Linked DNA regions of Sus scrofa: region 2 is linked to region 1. A link is a contact called in public HiChIP or PLAC-seq data. All regions are on one chromosome and are shown on one strand. The core of a region is the stretch at or near the end of the contact, and the rest is flanking DNA. Distances in the headings are between cores, read along the strand shown.

Region 1 (3,591 bases), core at 765-3,264:
CCTCACCTCCCCCAAGAGGTCTTCCCTTCTTGATGCTTCTATCTAAAGAGTGGTTTACTGCTGTTAAATAGATTCAGGGAGCACCTCACAAGCTCTAGCAAGCCAGCCTCCTTCTCCTTGGAGAAGCAAGCAGTACTCCCTACCCTGTACCCTGGGGCCTGCCAACTAACTCTCTCTTACACACACACACACACTCAAAACTCAATCTCCAATAATCAGTTAACTGAAGGCAAACACATGGCTTATTCTTCCTCCTGGACAAACCCCACCCTCCCCAGGTCACCAGCCCAGCCTTTAGGATTTCTCTAGTCGTTCCCTGGGATGATTCTAGGGCACACTCCATCTCCAAACATTAACGTTAGCAAGTTGAGAGGATCTAAATGAACAGGATGCTGAGGATCAAGCTCTGGTAGGGCTCATTTGGGGTACCACTGCCCAAAACAGGAGTTGGGACATTTTGTCATGAAGTCACTCTCTGTCTTAGGTTTTCTCATTCTTTGTCCATTTTCCAAAGTGAAGGCTAGAAGCAGTGGAAATTCCATTGAGAAGTGAAGGGAAGTGAGAGGTTATCAAAGTGGGCCAGCACACCCCCAGCTGCGGATATGAGGGCCATCTTCACGCATAGCACTGGACTCTCCGCTGAGCTGTAGAAAGACTGGTGTTCCCCAACACTGGAGGGCCACCGGCTCGAGGAAAGCTCAGGACAGGGTCATCAGTCCCTTGACATACCCATCAACCTCTGCCTGTACTTGTTCCTTCAACCCATCACAAAATGGCAACATATCAGTCAGCCTGCCCCAAGGGTACTTAATCTGGGGCATAATGATGTTTTAATACAAAAATGGTCCTGATTCCAGGAGATCATGGGGAAAAGTTTAATAAGGTAAGCAGGATTCAAAGATTTCAGGAACCAGGGATGCGGATGATTGCCCAAATGAAGCAGGACAAATGCTGAGAAGCAGAAGCTAAATCGCCAGACCTAGCAAAGGAACAGGAAAGACTAATGACAGCTGAGTAGGAGTTCACCTTTTTAGAGAAGGCCGAACTCTGAGATACATCTGCAATCCTTCTGCAGTTCAACTGCTGCAATAACCCCGCTATCAGCCTCAAGAGCACGGGAAGGACTAGTTACTTCGGGGCCCCCCGGTCCTTGGGGGCAGATTCGCCAAGCGAAACCTTGCAACAAGTGAGCCGACGCCCTCCCACCGCACAGGGTCGGCTTCGCGGGGGCGCTCGCCGGGCTCCGGCTTCCCGCAGCCCAGCCCCAAAGGCCTAAAAATAGGCTCGGTGTGGCGGCCAGCGCCGGGGCGGGCGGCAGAGGAGCCGAGCCGGGGCCGCCCGAGTCCCCTTCTCGCACCGCCCCTTCCAGGGGTCCTTGCCCGCGGGCGGTGGGGGCGGCGCCCCAGGACCCCGGTGCGCTCGGGAGCTCGGGACCGGCGCCCCCAGGAAGCCAGCTCCCCACCCCCACGCACCCCGCTGCAGCTGCTCCACCCGCCCTTCACGGTGATCGCAGGAGGAAGGGCAAGGAGACGGAAGCAGGAACGGGGGCTGCGGCGGAGGGCCCAGGCGCTGCCTGGCGCGCCCCGAGGTCTGGACGGCCGCTCGGGCCCCTGCGGTGCGGAGCAGCTGCCGACGCAGGAAGCGACACACCCGGCTGCGGCCAGCCTGCAACTTTGCGGCGGTCCCCGTCCTGCCTGGAGCTCCCCGCGGCGGAGGGGCAGGCGTCCGGGGTGAAGGGGCCGCGCGGGGCGCGGAGCCCGCGGTCCCGGGGCTGCTGCGGCGGTGGGCCGCGCGGCGCGTACCTGTCATGGTGCTCCCGGGCGCGCCGGCGGCCGCCGCAGCCGCAGGTTGGTGACTGGAGAAGCCAGGCGCCGAGAGGGAGTGCTGCCAGCAAGGAGGCGCGGCTGGAGCCTAGCGTCCGCCCGGAGAGTTCTTATAGCGGCCGTCACGTGGCCGCGCACGCTCCCGGCGCCCGCTGGTATCCTCCCAGAAGAGCGGGCGGCTGGGGAGAGGCGGCCCCTGGGCTGCGCGACCCAGGTCATCACCAAACCCTTCCACCCCTGGGCCTGGGCTCCGGGTCCACCTCCCCAGCCCGCCTGGTCCCGGTCCTTATCCCCTGGGGCACCTGCCTAGGACCACTGGCTTCCGTGTCCCACATGAACCAGGCTTGTGGAGGGGGATTTGGGGGCGGAGTGTGGCATCACTGGGACAGAAATCCCAAAGAAATCGCGTTAGGGAATCTTACAAAACAAACAAGAACTCCACATCAGTCTAGTTAGGATAATTCACCTGAGTTGCTTGAGTTAAACATAAAGTTTAATTCCACTTTTTTCACCTAGAATTCCAAATCAACCTCTGGGGGCATTTCTTGGTGTTCTCACAATGGTTTTGAGGCCTTAACCGAAAAACAGAATAAATCCTCAGTATATTAGATTCTTAGAGTCCTCTGCCTCACTTAGTTTCATTTAATTCTCTGGTTAATTCAATGAACTGGGTTCTATAGCCTTATTTTACAGATGAGGAAACAGGCACAGAAAAGTTAAATTACTTGTCTATGATCATATCATGTACATGGAGAAGGTAGGATTTGAACCATAGCAGTTCCTTACAAAAGTGACCTTCTCACAGCAAGGCCCTGACATATACTGACTGGTACCCTAAAGCTTAGTAAATTATGGTAAATGTAGTTGGGTAATACAGTTGTTTAGGTTTATCTGTTTCACAAAATGTGAAAAGGTGAATTTGTCATTTTTTCCGGGAAGTTGAGAAATAGCTCACTGATGTGATTACACTTTTCTCCCAATGTCTTCCATCCAGCCCAAACACACTGGGAAAGCAGCTGCTGGTACAATTCTCTGCAAACAATAGTTGCTCAGTAAATGCTGAATAGAAACCAAACAGGAAGTTGACAAAATCAGGTGAAAAAATGAAATCAATGCTGTAGAAGATGATTTGTTTGTAAAGGTGGTATTGCATTCTCAAACCAATTCTATCACTGTGTCTTTAAGTGTAGGCCTGGACCGCCTGGATCAGAATCACTTGGGGGCACTTATTAAAAATGCGAATTTTTTGGTCCCAAGCCCAGACTCCTGAATCAGAATCTTAATGTAGAACCCAAGAATCAGCATTTTAAATGCCACCCTTTGGGAAACTGTCTTGAATCTTTTCCCTCACCCCCACCATGGCATGGAGACCACTGAATCACTTGGGAAGACTGCCTGGTTTCTGGGTATTGTAAACTTCCTTTGCAGGAAGTGGAAATGTGGGGGTGAAGGTGCAATGGATGAGTTTGCACTTATTCAAAGCCTGTAGGCTTAGAAGAGTTGGAGCTCTTTAAGGAATATAAAGGCTATATTGAATTCCACCTACGTGGGGAGGGAAAAACAGAGTGGTGCTTCCAGGTCTGAGTTGCTCTTTTCCATATTGAGAAGTGGACCTGAATGAATGAGGTTTCCATCTTTCAACCAGGAACACTCCTGCCATCAGTGACCCTTAACCACATGTTGCTGTAAGCCTAGTTTTCCAGGCGGGGCTTCTGCAGGGTATGGTTCTGGGGCCAAAAGAGTGTAGCCTGGAAGAAGGGCTAGGGAC
Region 2 (3,396 bases), core at 607-3,106, 110 kb before region 1:
TGCATTTAAAATAAAACTCTATCATAGACTATAAATTTGTATGTTATCTGGCCCTTATCTTCTTTGCTGTCCTCTTTGTGACAATCTCCTCCTTATCCATCAGTCCAACACACAAGACATTGTCCAATTCTCTTTTTTCAGTTATAAATGTTCATTTTTCAGAAAACATTATCTGGTGTGATAGTTCTGAATTTGTAAGTGTTGTGACATTTTAATCAAACTAGTACAAATTACCCTTTTTTAAAACTAAAAATAATAAAGAATGATTAAGTGAAAGTGTTCAAGTAAGTTCAGCTGCTAGGTCTGAGATGTAAAATAGTGACAATATAAACACAAACGTTGACTTTAAATAGGTGTTTTTACTGCATTCAATCCATATTCTTTACCTGTGGGATGGCCTTTCCTAACAGGTGTCAAGTCTTGAATGAGTAAGGTTTACCTATATTGGTACATTTGCAATTTTATCTTTCAGTCTGACGAACATAATTTATTAACTTTACACATAAATCATTTTCAATTTAGGCATTTACTGCCGTATTTTCCAATAGATCGGTTATTTAGATCTGGCACATCAAAAACTGAACAATATTGCCTTTTGCCTCATACTACTTCCAGAAGAAAGTAAAATAACTAAAATAATTTGAAATGCCATTCTCTTCATCTTCCTTCTATTTAGTGAAATGAATAAGTTGCTGCAAGTTTCTTTTCTCATTCTACTGTAGGTTCATATTTACAGATTGTGATAGTTTAAGTTAATCAACAAATGCCTCTTGAAAAACTGTTTCATTGACTGCCTGTCATACCCTGCTGATGGACGTGTAAAATGGACCACTCTTCGAAGGGCACGGGTCAACACTAACCCCTTTCTCAAATACATTTCCTCTTTGGTCCACAAGCAGTTGTGTTACAGTTATATCAAGTCCAAAGCACAGGTCAGGGCCACCACCAGCTTGTTACCCTAGGGCTGCTGCTGCACAAGTTAAAAGGCTCCCAGGGGACAGAGAACCAGCCCTGACAGCGCCTGCGCTGCAGCCGGCCCACTCGCCCACCCACTCAAAGCCGAATTCTCCTGAGTCTCCTCAGACTCTCAAAAGAGGGCGACAGAGCCCTTGGGAGTGCCCCCTACAGTTCCCCACGGAAAACCAACTTCTTCCTGCCCCGCAGGGACAGCAGCTTACCCCCAGGGGAAACTTGGCCACTTCCAGCAGTCACCAATAAAGCTCTTGTGCTGTCATCTCATTTTATGGCTTTCCTCTAGTAGAATGAAAAATTTCTCTTAAAAAAGAGGTGGGGGGTAGGGACTCCATAAATCGAAACTGCAATTATGCTCTCTGAGGCCGGTCTGTCTCATTGGTTAGCTAGCGGGGTTTAAAATGCACATTTTAAGGGCAACTACACGGGTTCACCACAGAAGATGAAGGACAGGATCTCGTTGGTAGCTCCAGGGCTCTTAAAGCCGGGAGCTTATTCAGTGGAATACCCTACTATATGTCACATCAGATGAAGAGAAAATTCGAGGTAGGCTGAGGTAGAGCCTGAAGAATGGGGCTGAGGCTTAGGGCTTGAGGGAAACAGTGCAAAAGACAGTGGTCGCCCTCTGCTTGAGGCGGGGAATCAATCAGAAACGCGAACACCGTAAGCACCGTAGTCCGCCTGCTGGGGCCGCGTGGCTTTCCCGCGCGACTAGCTTGGGGTTGAGGGAGAACCCGGATGGAACCGCCCCTGCAGCGGGGACAGCCCCCCAAGTCTTTGAATCGCTGCGCGGGGCGGAGCTGCCCACCCCTCCGTGCCCTGATTGGTTCGTCTGCGTAAACTCCTCCTCGGGATTGGAGGTAGGCGGTGCCAGTCACAAAGCGTCACTTGTCTCTCAGATTGTTGCTGGAAGGGGTCGGCGTCGACGTCTGACTAGGCTCCCGGCGTCTCACCTTTCTGGAGTGCGCTCTTGCTCGCGGCTCTAGAAACCTGTCCCCGGCTTCTCGGCCGCGGGCCCTGGAAGGAGACTTATCGAGGCCGCTCGAGAACGATCCCGGGCGCCCAAGCGTTCCCCTCGTCACCCACCCAGCGCCATGTCCTGGATGTTTAAGAGGTGAAGGGGGCGGAGGGGGTTGGGCACCGGGGGTAACGGCCTGGCGGCGTCCCTAGATGAACCTGACCTTCCCCGCGTTTCCTTCGCGTTACCCGTGCGAGCTGTGCAGCCAGTGTTCGTCCTGCTGGCGGCTTTTAATAGCTGCGGGAGAAAGAAATGCACAGTTTTGACTGGCGAGGGGAGGCTCCTCAGGCGAATCTCATGCCAGGGCTTGGGGAAATTTCTGTCAAGGGCTGTAAGGGGGCCTGGCTCAAAGCCACACTCTTAGGCCGGGATTGTGACCTGCAAGACACTCATCAGATACCCACTGTGCCCTCGGCATTGTGCTCGGCAGAAAGGGCCGGATAAGACAGCCCGTATCCTCAAGGAGCTCACCGTTGATGTGCGTGCACAGACGTGCAAATATCTATCTGCAGGGGAGCCAGAAGCAGTATGCGCGACGTGCAAGCCAAGCGCTGGGGAAATAGCGTCAGTCCGTTCTTAGGATAATAGAAGCTTCCTGAAAGCCCCCTCTCCGGCTTCCTCTCTTCATTGTCCAAATTGGGTTACATACCCGTTCCAGAAACAGCTCTCCAATTATCTATGGGGGAATTGAGGTTACCCTTAAACCAAGGGAGGGGAGGCTTGATGTCAGCTTCCCATTGTGACATGGTTTGGATACCTGAATAAAATGCGGGGTCTCTTCGAGGAGAATTCACGTAATGGATGTTGGATGTATTACTTGTAAAGTTATAAATGGCTTCATGTATAGATAGTCCTTTATTTGCAAGTCTCTTCCAGCTCATTCTCTATTGAAATTTTGGCATATAATTATTTGCAGACATCACACACATTTTACTTTAAATAGGTGATCATCACTAGGAAAGAGGTTTGTGAACCCTTATTGGGGTTTTCACTTTGAGTACCTGTGGGCAGAAGAGACATTATTGAACAGGTAGGTAGGGTTTCTAGAAACCTGTACTCACTTTAATCCCTGCTTTAACCAGAGGAACTATATATATTAATCTTCATATAGCCCTTCCCACATGAGATTTAATTTTTTGAAATGAAGTGTGAGAAAACAATTGGCCTTTAAGTGTGGTATAGTCTTTGAGAAATATTTGGTTAAATATTGTATTGTTTTCCTGTTTTTTGTTTTTGTTTTGTTTTGTTTTAAGAGATCCTGTTTGGAAGTACTTGCAAACTGTCCAGTATGGAGTCCATGGAAATTTTCCACGCCTCTCATATCCAACTTTCTTTCCACGTTTTGAATTCCAAGATATTATTCCTCCAGATGACTTCCTAACGAGTGATGAAGAGCTAGATTCAGT

The links. HiChIP or PLAC-seq counts read pairs in DNA pulled down with a chosen protein or histone mark.
Region 2: an H3K27ac HiChIP or PLAC-seq map of alveolar macrophages shows a contact between it and region 1. The contact joins the promoter of HLTF here to the promoter of GYG1 in region 1. A contact is called at or near these places in 2 of 47 Hi-C or Micro-C datasets (fibroblasts and heart right ventricle) and 1 of 2 datasets of contacts at active chromatin or transcription factors (alveolar macrophages).

What each region holds. Positions count from the first base shown.
Region 1 is chr13:89,219,509-89,223,099 of Sscrofa11.1, reverse strand. It overlaps GYG1 (glycogenin-1), which reads right to left and starts at 2,014. Exons shown (of 7, transcript XM_021069597.1): 1 at 1,803-2,014. The coding sequence starts at 1,809.
Region 2 is chr13:89,331,474-89,334,869 of Sscrofa11.1, reverse strand. HLTF (helicase-like transcription factor) reads left to right here and starts at 1,856. Exons shown (of 26, transcript XM_003358605.5): 1 at 1,856-2,086; 2 at 3,244-3,396. The coding sequence starts at 2,067.